2 separate regions of the Sus scrofa genome follow, and region 1 is linked to region 2. The links are chromatin contacts, called in public HiChIP or PLAC-seq maps. All regions are on one chromosome and are shown on one strand. The core of a region is the stretch at or near the end of the contact, and the rest is flanking DNA. Distances in the headings are between cores, read along the strand shown.

The links. HiChIP or PLAC-seq counts read pairs in DNA pulled down with a chosen protein or histone mark.
Region 1: an H3K27ac HiChIP or PLAC-seq map of skeletal muscle shows a contact between it and region 2. The contact joins the enhancer-like site here to the promoter of TPM1 in region 2. A contact is called at or near these places in 1 of 5 promoter capture datasets (fetal liver), 6 of 47 Hi-C or Micro-C datasets (embryonic fibroblasts, fetal liver, heart right ventricle and 2 more) and 1 of 2 datasets of contacts at active chromatin or transcription factors (skeletal muscle).

The regions. Positions count from the first base shown.
Region 1 is chr1:109,075,511-109,080,467 of Sscrofa11.1, reverse strand. No RefSeq gene overlaps it. Among named protein-coding and RNA genes, the nearest start is that of TPM1, 62 kb to the right of the region's middle. Within about 2 kb of position 3,292, at least 10 of the 83 cell types and tissues checked have an H3K27ac peak or open chromatin away from gene starts, as enhancers often do. A contact at or near this core is called in fetal liver and skeletal muscle, where this site is marked.
Region 2 is chr1:109,012,957-109,017,538 of Sscrofa11.1, reverse strand. It overlaps TPM1 (tropomyosin 1 (alpha)), which reads left to right and starts at 1,589. Exons shown (of 10, transcript NM_001097483.2): 1 at 1,589-1,781; 2 at 2,855-2,980. The coding sequence starts at 1,668.

The sequences.
Region 1 (4,957 bases), core at 2,043-4,542, 61 kb before region 2:
CTTCGAGAAGTGATGACAGAGAACAAAGAAGGTCGAGAGGTGGGAATCCGAAAAAACAACAACTTTGAGGACAGAACAGACTGAGCTATTTATAGACCTATAAAGCTCCATCAGCCCATAAAACTTAATAACCCCTGAAAGTATCTCTGGGGAGGTGGAGAACAGCAGAGCAGTTTGGGCCAAGTCAGTTGATGGCTCAAGCCACCTACCAGGTCCTTCCTTAGAGCACACACCACAGACGGTGGCTTGTGTCCACAGGGATGGCCTCGAATCAACAAGAAAAGGCTGGATTGTGTTGCATCGTGTTTGCTAAGGAAAGTACAGGTGAAGCAGATTTTAGGAAGATTTTTCAGAGTGCCCTGGTGCCTCGTGGTTAAGGATCCTGCTGTGGCGCATGTTCAGTCCCTAGCCTGGGAACTTCCGCATGCTGCAGATGTGGCCAAAAAAATAAAAAAGAAAAGAAAGATTTTCATTAAAGTGGTAGCAAGGGGAAGTGGGAGACTCATGCAGACCTGGATTCAAATCCAGCTCCATTTGAACCAGGCCTCTGAAATGTGCACGTAACACCTCCCTGTAGGCACAAGGGGAAGAGTATGAGTCATCCTATAGAATTGCGGAGGGGCTGCAATGACATGACATAGACTGCAGCCCACACAGATGTTGCCCTTAAAAGATTAGGTTCCAGTTATCAAAGAAACTTGCAGATCTAAAGCGTTGGAGCCCTGTCATAGTGCTGGCCAAACTAATCATTGACTCATTAGTAATAACACCATCGTTGCTGTCCTGCTCCTGCTAATTCTCACCTTGTTGTTGCTCCATTCCCAAGACAGAGGAGCAGCTATGATCCTACAGGCAGGAAAGCATTTATCTTCAAGGCTGAGATGAGCTCTCACTCCACAGGCCACTTCCTCAGTGACCACTCTCCTGGACAGATGGTCATTCTCCTCTGCACTCCCCAGGCTTTTGTCCACACTTCCACTGGTCAGGTTTTCCTATCTTTTTGGAGTAGTTTTCAGTGATGGGTAAGAGCAAACCACTGCATTCAGGCAGACTGAGTTCAAACCTATGTATAAACCTGGCCAAGATATTGTACTTCTCTGTGCCTCATTTTCCAAATCTGTAAATGAGGCATGGCAAATGACCTACCTGAAAGGGACAGTACAAAGCCGAGATGTTCTTACACAGAAGCAGTGCCTGCAGGCATGGGTGTCACCAAATGTTAATGAGTTACAATGATGATGATGATTTGTATGTATGTATATATGTGTGTGAATATATAAGTGGCACCTCCTACAAATGTCACTGGATAAGTGTTTTATGAATGAATGAATGAAAGTAGATGAGCTGGGAGAAACTGCCTATTTCAGTGAATTTCTGGGTAGGTTTGCTAGAAGGGCTGTGACCCTTCCTTTCTAATCAACAGGCTTGTGGAGGTGGGGAGAGGGTGGGAGAGCAGAAGACACTGAAGCCCTTTCTTGATTTTATGAGGCTCCCTGTCTCATGACAGCACAGAGAAGGAATTCAGAGGATGGGAGACCCTCACCCCAGGCATTCAGGAGAGGAATTCCATCCACCGTCCTATATAAACAAGCAACACAGCAGGGACTAGTCCCTTTCTACATAGGAAACCACTTGTCCTCCCACCACCACTATTTTGGTTTTGCCCTCCTGTCTTTATAGGATGAGAAATCACTAAAATGTGGCTTCAAAAAGCTAAAGGTGCATTTTTCCCCCCCAGGCAGCTTAGCAGATCTTCCCCTCCACGGGTACTTGCCCTTCCACAGAGGCTTGGAAAGGTCCCCAGAAGCCCTCCCTCACCCCCACCCCCACCCCCATCAGAGGTGGAGGCTGGGGAGCTCCAGCCTTGCTGGGGTAACTCCCATCCCCCTCAGCTCAGGTACTGACAGGGGCCTGAGGTGTCTTTAAATGACCTGCTAAGAATCGAAAACAGAGTACACAGTTAGGAGTTAGGCTTAGACTGAAATCTCAGTGCTGCCACTTTCTGGCTGTGAGCAATTGGGCGAGTGGTTTAAATTCCCTAAGCCCCCATGCCTCCATCTGGGAGATGGGGGCCAAGTCCCCACCTCTTAGGACATAAGTGATAGCCAATCATAAAGCACTTAGCATGTAGAAGTAAGACCCAGTGTGTGGTGCTGTCTTTGGACTATGCAGGAAAGTACACTTCCAGGAAAGACCTCTGTCCTGGGTTAGGGGTACTTTGCTGCTGGTGGCAGCCCACAAGTTCATCCTGGAGTTTGTGCACAGCCTTTATGCTCTCTGCCTCAGTTTCTTCTCTGCAACATGAGGATCAAAATAATTATCCAGCAAACTTCTCAAATTTACAAGATGAAAAAGCTTATTAATGTACTTGAAAAGTTCTTCAAAAAAAGTAAAAAATATTTAATATTTTTTTTTATAAAATACCAAAACCAGGGAGTTCCCATTGTGACTAAGCAGGTTAAGAACCCTACAGAGTGTCACTCAGTGGGTTAAGGATCCGGCCTTGCCACAGGCTGCAGTGTAGGTCACAGATGCGGCTCACATCTGGCATTGCTATTGCACCTCCAATTCAACCCCTAGCCCAGGAACTTCCACAGGCCCCAGGGATGGCCCTAAAATGAAAAAAAAAAAAAATTAACAATAAAATACCAAACCCAAAATTTCTTTGAATTAAGCAAGATTTGCCCTGTGGCCTGTGGTTAATCAAAGCTGACGACCACTCAGAGAGGAGACGTCAACTCCTTAGAGCCACATTCAGGGGAAAGCCTTGCCTGACTTTAATTCTCACTGCAATTTACGCAACTGATAGCAGAGCCCTTACTGAGAGATTTGATAGCGCAGAGGAGGGAGTGAGCACAGGAGCCTCTGTGGGCTCAAAATGTGCTCCATCGGAGGAGCGCCTGAGAACCTCAGAAACACACATTGCCTGACCCATCCGCCACCTTTGGGCTGGTCTGGACACACCGTTGTTCCCGTTCCTGTGTTATACTGTCCTCTCTCAAGACCAGCTGCCTCCATCATTTATAAATGGAAAGGCAGGAAGAGCTGCTTATTAGAAGGTATCTCATTTCAGAAACAAGTGTTCTTGCTACACACATTCCAGCAACAGGCTGCCTAGTGTCCCCAGTCTACCCAGATCCAGGACAGGTGTTCCTGCCAGTCCCCAGCCATCCATCTCTCCAGGGGATCCACACATCATCATGGATGTGAAAGAGCTGCTGGTGGCCACAGCAGCGTGATCTGGACCCTTCCACAGCAACAGTTCCTGCTTGTGTCCTCAGGGTGATGAGCTCAAAGAATGCCCTGGAGCAAGCCAGCAATGTCTTTGTTCAGCTTGGCAAGTGGTTTCCCTGCCCTACAGTGGCCAGGCTGTGGGGGTGGAAAATTGTTTTTGTTTCCTTGTGGAAGTGACCACACTGACCAGGGCCAGGCACAAATCCTGTAACTACCCCTGAGGGAGATTTGCCTCCTTTCAAAGGTCAGTAGGTGACTTTGTCCAGCTTATGTAGGAAACCAGAGTGCCTCGCAGCTGCCACATCCTAACTCAGGCCACAGAATGAAGCCAGGAGAGCCTGTTGGATAAGAATGAGTCTCACTTGAGTCTCTTCACTAGATTTGCAAATACCTGCAAGCCTCTGCCACCGTGGCTGTTGGTAACCAACTTTCCCAGGGATACTCAGTGTGTTCACTCAGGCAGTGATGTGTGTAGTCATGGAGAGAAGAGAGGTCAGTGGGAGGAGCCCAGCACTACACCCTCCAGTTTCACTTCCTGGTCATGAGGAGGTGGGAGGGGAAAGGGAGATTGCTACTGTCACAATGGCCCCAGAAAGATGCTTCAGCTCCCATGTGAAACACTCTTCCTCAATGCCCCCCTGCAGAAGTGGAACAGGTTGAAACCTTCCAAAAGGGTTCCTATTAAAATCTAAGAGTGCAATGAAGGAAGGGGAGGAGAAACTACTATTTTTTTTAATTAAAAATATTTTTTTTTTTACTTTTAGGGCCACACCCATGGCATATGGAAGTTCCCAGACTAGGGGTCGAATTGGAGCTGCAGCTGCCGGCCTGCACCACAGCCATAGCAACGTCAGATCCTTAACTCACTGAGTGAGGCTAGGGATTGAACCTACGTCCTCGTGGATACTAGGCAGGTTCATTACCACTGAGCCACCACAGGAACTCCAAGGAGGAACTACTATTTAATCAACAGCTTTTTTTTCAAGATATATGTCATAAGCCAGTATTATGTGCCAGATACATGGGCAGCAATGGGAAAACAGGTGTGAAAGTGCTCTGCCCTAACTTTAGGGGATTTATTAAGCTTAGGTGCTGCATTCATGGCCCGCCGGTTCTCAGGGAACAGTACCCAGCCCCAACCCACCCCTTCCTTCCAGTGCCAGTCGTTTTATTATAAAATGAAAGCCTAACATAATTTGTTCTCCCATGTCAGCCAGGAGAATCTAAACTCCCAAGGGCTAAAAGTCTACACTAACAGGCAGGATTAATCGGTAGATGTCATGGAAATGGAATGTTATTAATTGTACAGTTTGAAACAATTCAGGTCCACTTCCACCAAAATTGCATCCTGACACTTTGGCTTCAGAAAGCCTCCATACACCCTTGACTCATATTTGCATCACATACAACACTTCAGTACTAAATGTTATCTGCAGAATAGCCAGTGTTGTCTGTTTGTGTGGGTGCGATGTAGGAGAGGGAGTGAAGGATGCGTGAGTGTCTTGCCCAAGATTCAAATCTGACACACAGCCAGTACATTTCAATTTTTGTGTGTGTTTTTTTAATTTATTTTTTAAAATTAGGGTAGAGTTGATTTACAATGTTGTGTTGATTTCTGCTGTATAGCAAAGTGACCCAGCCATATATACACACACACATATCTATATACACACACATATCTATATATACGCACACATACATACGTGTGTGTGTATGTGTATAC
Region 2 (4,582 bases), core at 340-2,839:
TGATTAAAGGGTCCTGGTGAACTTCTGTGCCATGCAGCATTTATGCATGCAGATCTAACATTCTGACCCTTAGGTCAGGGTATTTTTACCTTCTTAGGCAGTTGGGTTAATGGAAGAAACCTGATAAAATCCTGGAGAGGAACTTGATCATTCTCTGAAGGACTTACAAGTTGTTTGGCCTGCCTAATCTGCTCAGATGCCGTCCGGGGAATATTCGGTATCCATGTAGTACAGGTTGTGAATTATTCTGTGGGGACTGTTAACAAGACCCTTACCAGCTCTGCCTCAGCCAGACTCAAGCAGGGCTTTGGGGCAGCCTCTTTTCTTCCCCTCCCACCGAAGCTCTAAAAAGAGCAGGCTTTTTCCCAGTGGGGGCTGGGAGGAGTAAGAGGTGTAGGGGAAATGCTTCTGCCTCCAAGCAGAGCTTACTACACAGAGCTGGGCCTGTTCCCTCCAAGTTACAGCTGTAGATATGATGACTTGGCTGGGATAACATTTATCCCATGTTTTGGCAACCTACTACCTCAGTGCTTAACATGGAAAGAGGCCAATTCCCTCAAATCGGTGCAAGAAAAAGGAGAAAAAGTTAGATCTGGAGGCACCTTGGGGCTCATCTACCCCCTGGATTGAAAGATGAGGAAACTGCAGCCTGGCGACTAAGTCACTTATCAAGGTCACAGAGCTGCTGCTGATTAAGACCAAAGACCAAGTTCCCTGCTTCTAAACTCAGTGGCCTCTCCCTTTAAACTCACATCCACCCACCTACACACCAACAAATACACCCCACCCTTTGCAAAAGTAGCCCACTCAGGCACACACAGAGATGAGTCAATGGGTCCTATGTCCCTAAAGTATACGACTGTCTCTCCCCTTTGGGACAGGGCACTGCATAAGACAAATTCTTAGACATTCTGACCCAGCAGAGAAAGTCTTTAGAGCAGCCCCCAGGCCTTCCTCTCAACTCTTCCTTTCTCTACTCCTGTTGAACTTCCAAAACGTGAAAGCCCTGGCTCACACCAAGTAGGGTGAGAGCTGCCAGGAGAACCCTTGGGGAACAGTGCCCAGAGCGAGCTTAGGGGCCGGGGACCCCGGGGCCTGATGCTTAACGCGCCGGGGCAGAGGTGAGGGAGAAGCGCATCCACTGTCTGCAACCCCCCTCCGGCCTTCTGCCACTCCAGACTCTAGGCTAGGGACCTTAAAGGCGGGACTTGGGCTCTGGGAGGAGGGGGCACGAAGGGCAGAAGGCAGAGGTTAGCGCCTCCGCCCCGGCTCGGCCCCTGCGAGGCCCCGGTGCCCAGTCCCTGGCGCGCAGGTTTGGAAAGCGGGAGGCCTCGCCCGACAGCCGCCTAGGCTGCTCGGGTCCCCATATATAGTCATATCCACCGTCAACTGGGAGGCCGGCAGGCGGCAGCGAATGGGCGTGCGGCCCCCGCGGGAGCAGCGGGGAGGGCGCAGGGGGGCGGAGGGAGGAGAGGGGGAAAGGGGGCAGGAGAAAAAAGCTTTTCCAAAAAAGTATTGGCTGTCTTGAGGAATGCGGTCGCCCCCTTGGGAAAGTACATATCTGGGAGCAGCAGGCAGCTCAGCACTCGCACTCCAGCTCGGCCGCTCCACCGCGCGCTCGCCTCCCCGCTTCTGCCGCAGCCCCAGGGCCCCTTACCGCCGCCACCATGGACGCCATCAAGAAGAAGATGCAAATGCTCAAGCTCGACAAGGAGAACGCCTTGGATCGAGCGGAGCAGGCGGAGGCCGATAAGAAGGCGGCAGAGGACAGGAGCAAGCAGGTCTGCGCCTCCCCAGCCTAGCGCCCGCCGGGGGCTGGGAGCCCCCGGACCTGAGCCTGGCACCCCTTCGCGGTCCCTCAACCTGAGGACTCCGGGAGCCGCCCCCAGCCCTGGGCTTCTGAGAAGGGGGAGGGGAAGAGCGAGACTCGGGCGTATTCTAACTTTTTCTCGTCTGGGGACGCTTATTTCCCTACTCTGGTTCCCAGAGCCCGCGAAGTCCATTCAGGTCCTAGAGGCACTTGATTCTAAGGATCTGAAATCAGTTTGGGATCGGCGTAGGGATGCGTTTGAAGGGAATCAAGTCCAGAAAGTATTACAAGTTCTTCTGGATTTTTCACTGGAGAGAATAAAACTTTTATGTGGAATAGAGACGGGGCCGGGGGCGGGGGCAGAGGGACGGGACAGTCCTGGAGTTTTTTCCTAAAAGCAAAGATGGGACAGAATAAACAATAGGCCCGAAGTCTAAGGAGACGGGAGCGTTTTTCTGCACCCCCAAGTTGGACTTGAGTCCACTGAAACCTTGGCAGGAGTCTTGTCCCGGAGAAGGTGGGGGTGCTGAATGGGCTAGGGGCTAGACGAAGTTATCCAAAGGCCTTTGAGCCCCACTTCGGCGGTGCCCCAAACCCAGAGGACCCCAGCCAACCCGGTGCCCCGTGTGTTGTGTGTGTGTGTGTGTCTAACACCCGGTCCGTGCCGGCCGCCCGCGCCCGCCCGCCGCCGCCACCCCGCGCCCCCCCCCTCCCCGCCCCCAGCTCGAGGAGGACATAGCGGCCAAGGAGAAGCTGCTGCGGGCGTCGGAGGACGAGCGGGACCGGGTGCTGGAGGAGCTGCACAAGGCAGAGGACAGCCTCCTGGCCGCCGATGAGGCCGCCGCCAAGGTACCCAGGGCGCGCGGCGCGGCTCACGAATGGCTAACTCTGTCTCTCTCTCTCTCTCTCCCTCCCTGTCTTTCCCTTTCTCTCTCCCGCTGTCCCTGTCCTTCTGGCTCTGTGCACCCATATCCCATCACTGCGGGATCACGCTGCCTGCTGCACCCCCCCCTCCCGCCCCCGTCCCCCACGGCCAACTCTCAGCTGGAAGATGAGCTGGTGTCGCTGCAAAAGAAGCTCAAGGCCACCGAAGATGAACTGGACAAATATTCCGAGGCTCTCAAAGATGCCCAGGAGAAGCTGGAGCTGGCGGAGAAAAAGGCCACCGATGTAAGTGCACACACATACTGCCTCCCTCACCTCCTGCCGTTGTGGCCGATCTGGGGTCACCATAGGGGCTAAAGAGCAATGGAGGAGGGTCACCTTCTCTTGTCACCTCCTCCTGCTGGACACCTGCACACAGCCTGCCATGGCCGAGAGCACTGGATGCTGCCTTCGACTGCTACTGCACACATTCATTTTTATTTCTTCCATTCCTCTCTCTTTTTCTCCTTCTTTCCCCCACCCGAGGGGGTGGAGGGGGGGTGGGTGAGAAACTGGGAGAATAGAGCAACTGAAATTGGACTCTGGAGGTGAACTCTGCCTCCTTGGTGACAGAAAACCTCTGAGGTGTCATCGCCAAGGTTTGTACAAACAGAATGCCTAGCTTTCTTCACTTTCTTCCTTTTTGCCATTTCTGGTGGGTGGGAAGGCCTGGTTTTCAGCAGTGGGTCTAGTCAGGGTACAGAGGGCCTGGCCTCTAATTTGAAAAAAATGGCACCATGCTACTTGTACTTAGTAGGCTGAGCTTGATGGTGGACCATAGAGACACTTGAGGCCTCCTTTCCCACCAGGAAAGCCTTAATCCAGTCCTTAAGATCTGCCTGGCAAGATGATACTTGCTTGGGTCTGCAATCTGAGGGCACTAGATCCAGAAAATAAGCTGGGAGTTATATATAGCTCAGTGCTTTATATGGTATAGTGAGCTAGCTGACCCCTGACTCTCCGGCTCACCCCACCCCCACCTAACAGCCTCTGACAACTACCACATAGTTTCAAGGGTGATGCACACATGGCAGAAGCTCTACCAGTGTTGTCCAGTGCCCTCTGGAATCTTTTTAGCTGAAGTGCTTGCCTCTCCTGCTGCATAAGTTGGGACAAGCATTAGATTTCCAAAGGACTGACTTCTTTTCACACTGTTGGATTCCATTCTTGAAGCTAATTAAGCCTAGAGGCCCAATTAGCAAAGAATTCCTTGGGAAGCTGGTAACAATTCCAAGAATGTATGAACACCAGGGAAAGCTATGCCCAGAAAGTTGAACCACCAAGCGCAAGGGGCAGAACTTTTTGTATGAGAGTAAAATGCAAATTGCTGGAGGGTCTGGGTCTTGAAATCAGTAAAGGCTTTCAGTGACATGAAATGTCATCTCTAAGTGTGCTTGGAGAGATCCATACACAGGACATTAAGAAGCTAACAAAAAGAAAGTTTCAGTGAAAAGCAAGTTTCCTGTAAAGGGTATTCAGGGAGCACTGATTTAGCTGAAACATTTAAGTTACAAACTACCTGGCTTTAGAAAAAGAGCCAAAAAACGCACATAACTCTGTGCTTGTTTTGTATATAATGTAGATCAGATGTCTGCTCCGTATATGGTTTAAATGGAGGCTGTCTGTCTCCCCCAAAATTCTCCAGCAGGACGTTTATTTAGCTTTTTCAAAAGAGCCGCTGATAGATCAGGGAGAGATATTCCTTATAAGGAAAAGAATGCAGAGAATTTGAAAATAGCCCAGTAAGACTTAAAGCAAGAAAAGGAGAAAAAAGCTACTATAATTCTTAAGGGGGGGAAATCATAATTACTGTAACTATGTGTTGCTCTCATGTCTTTATTATGAAGT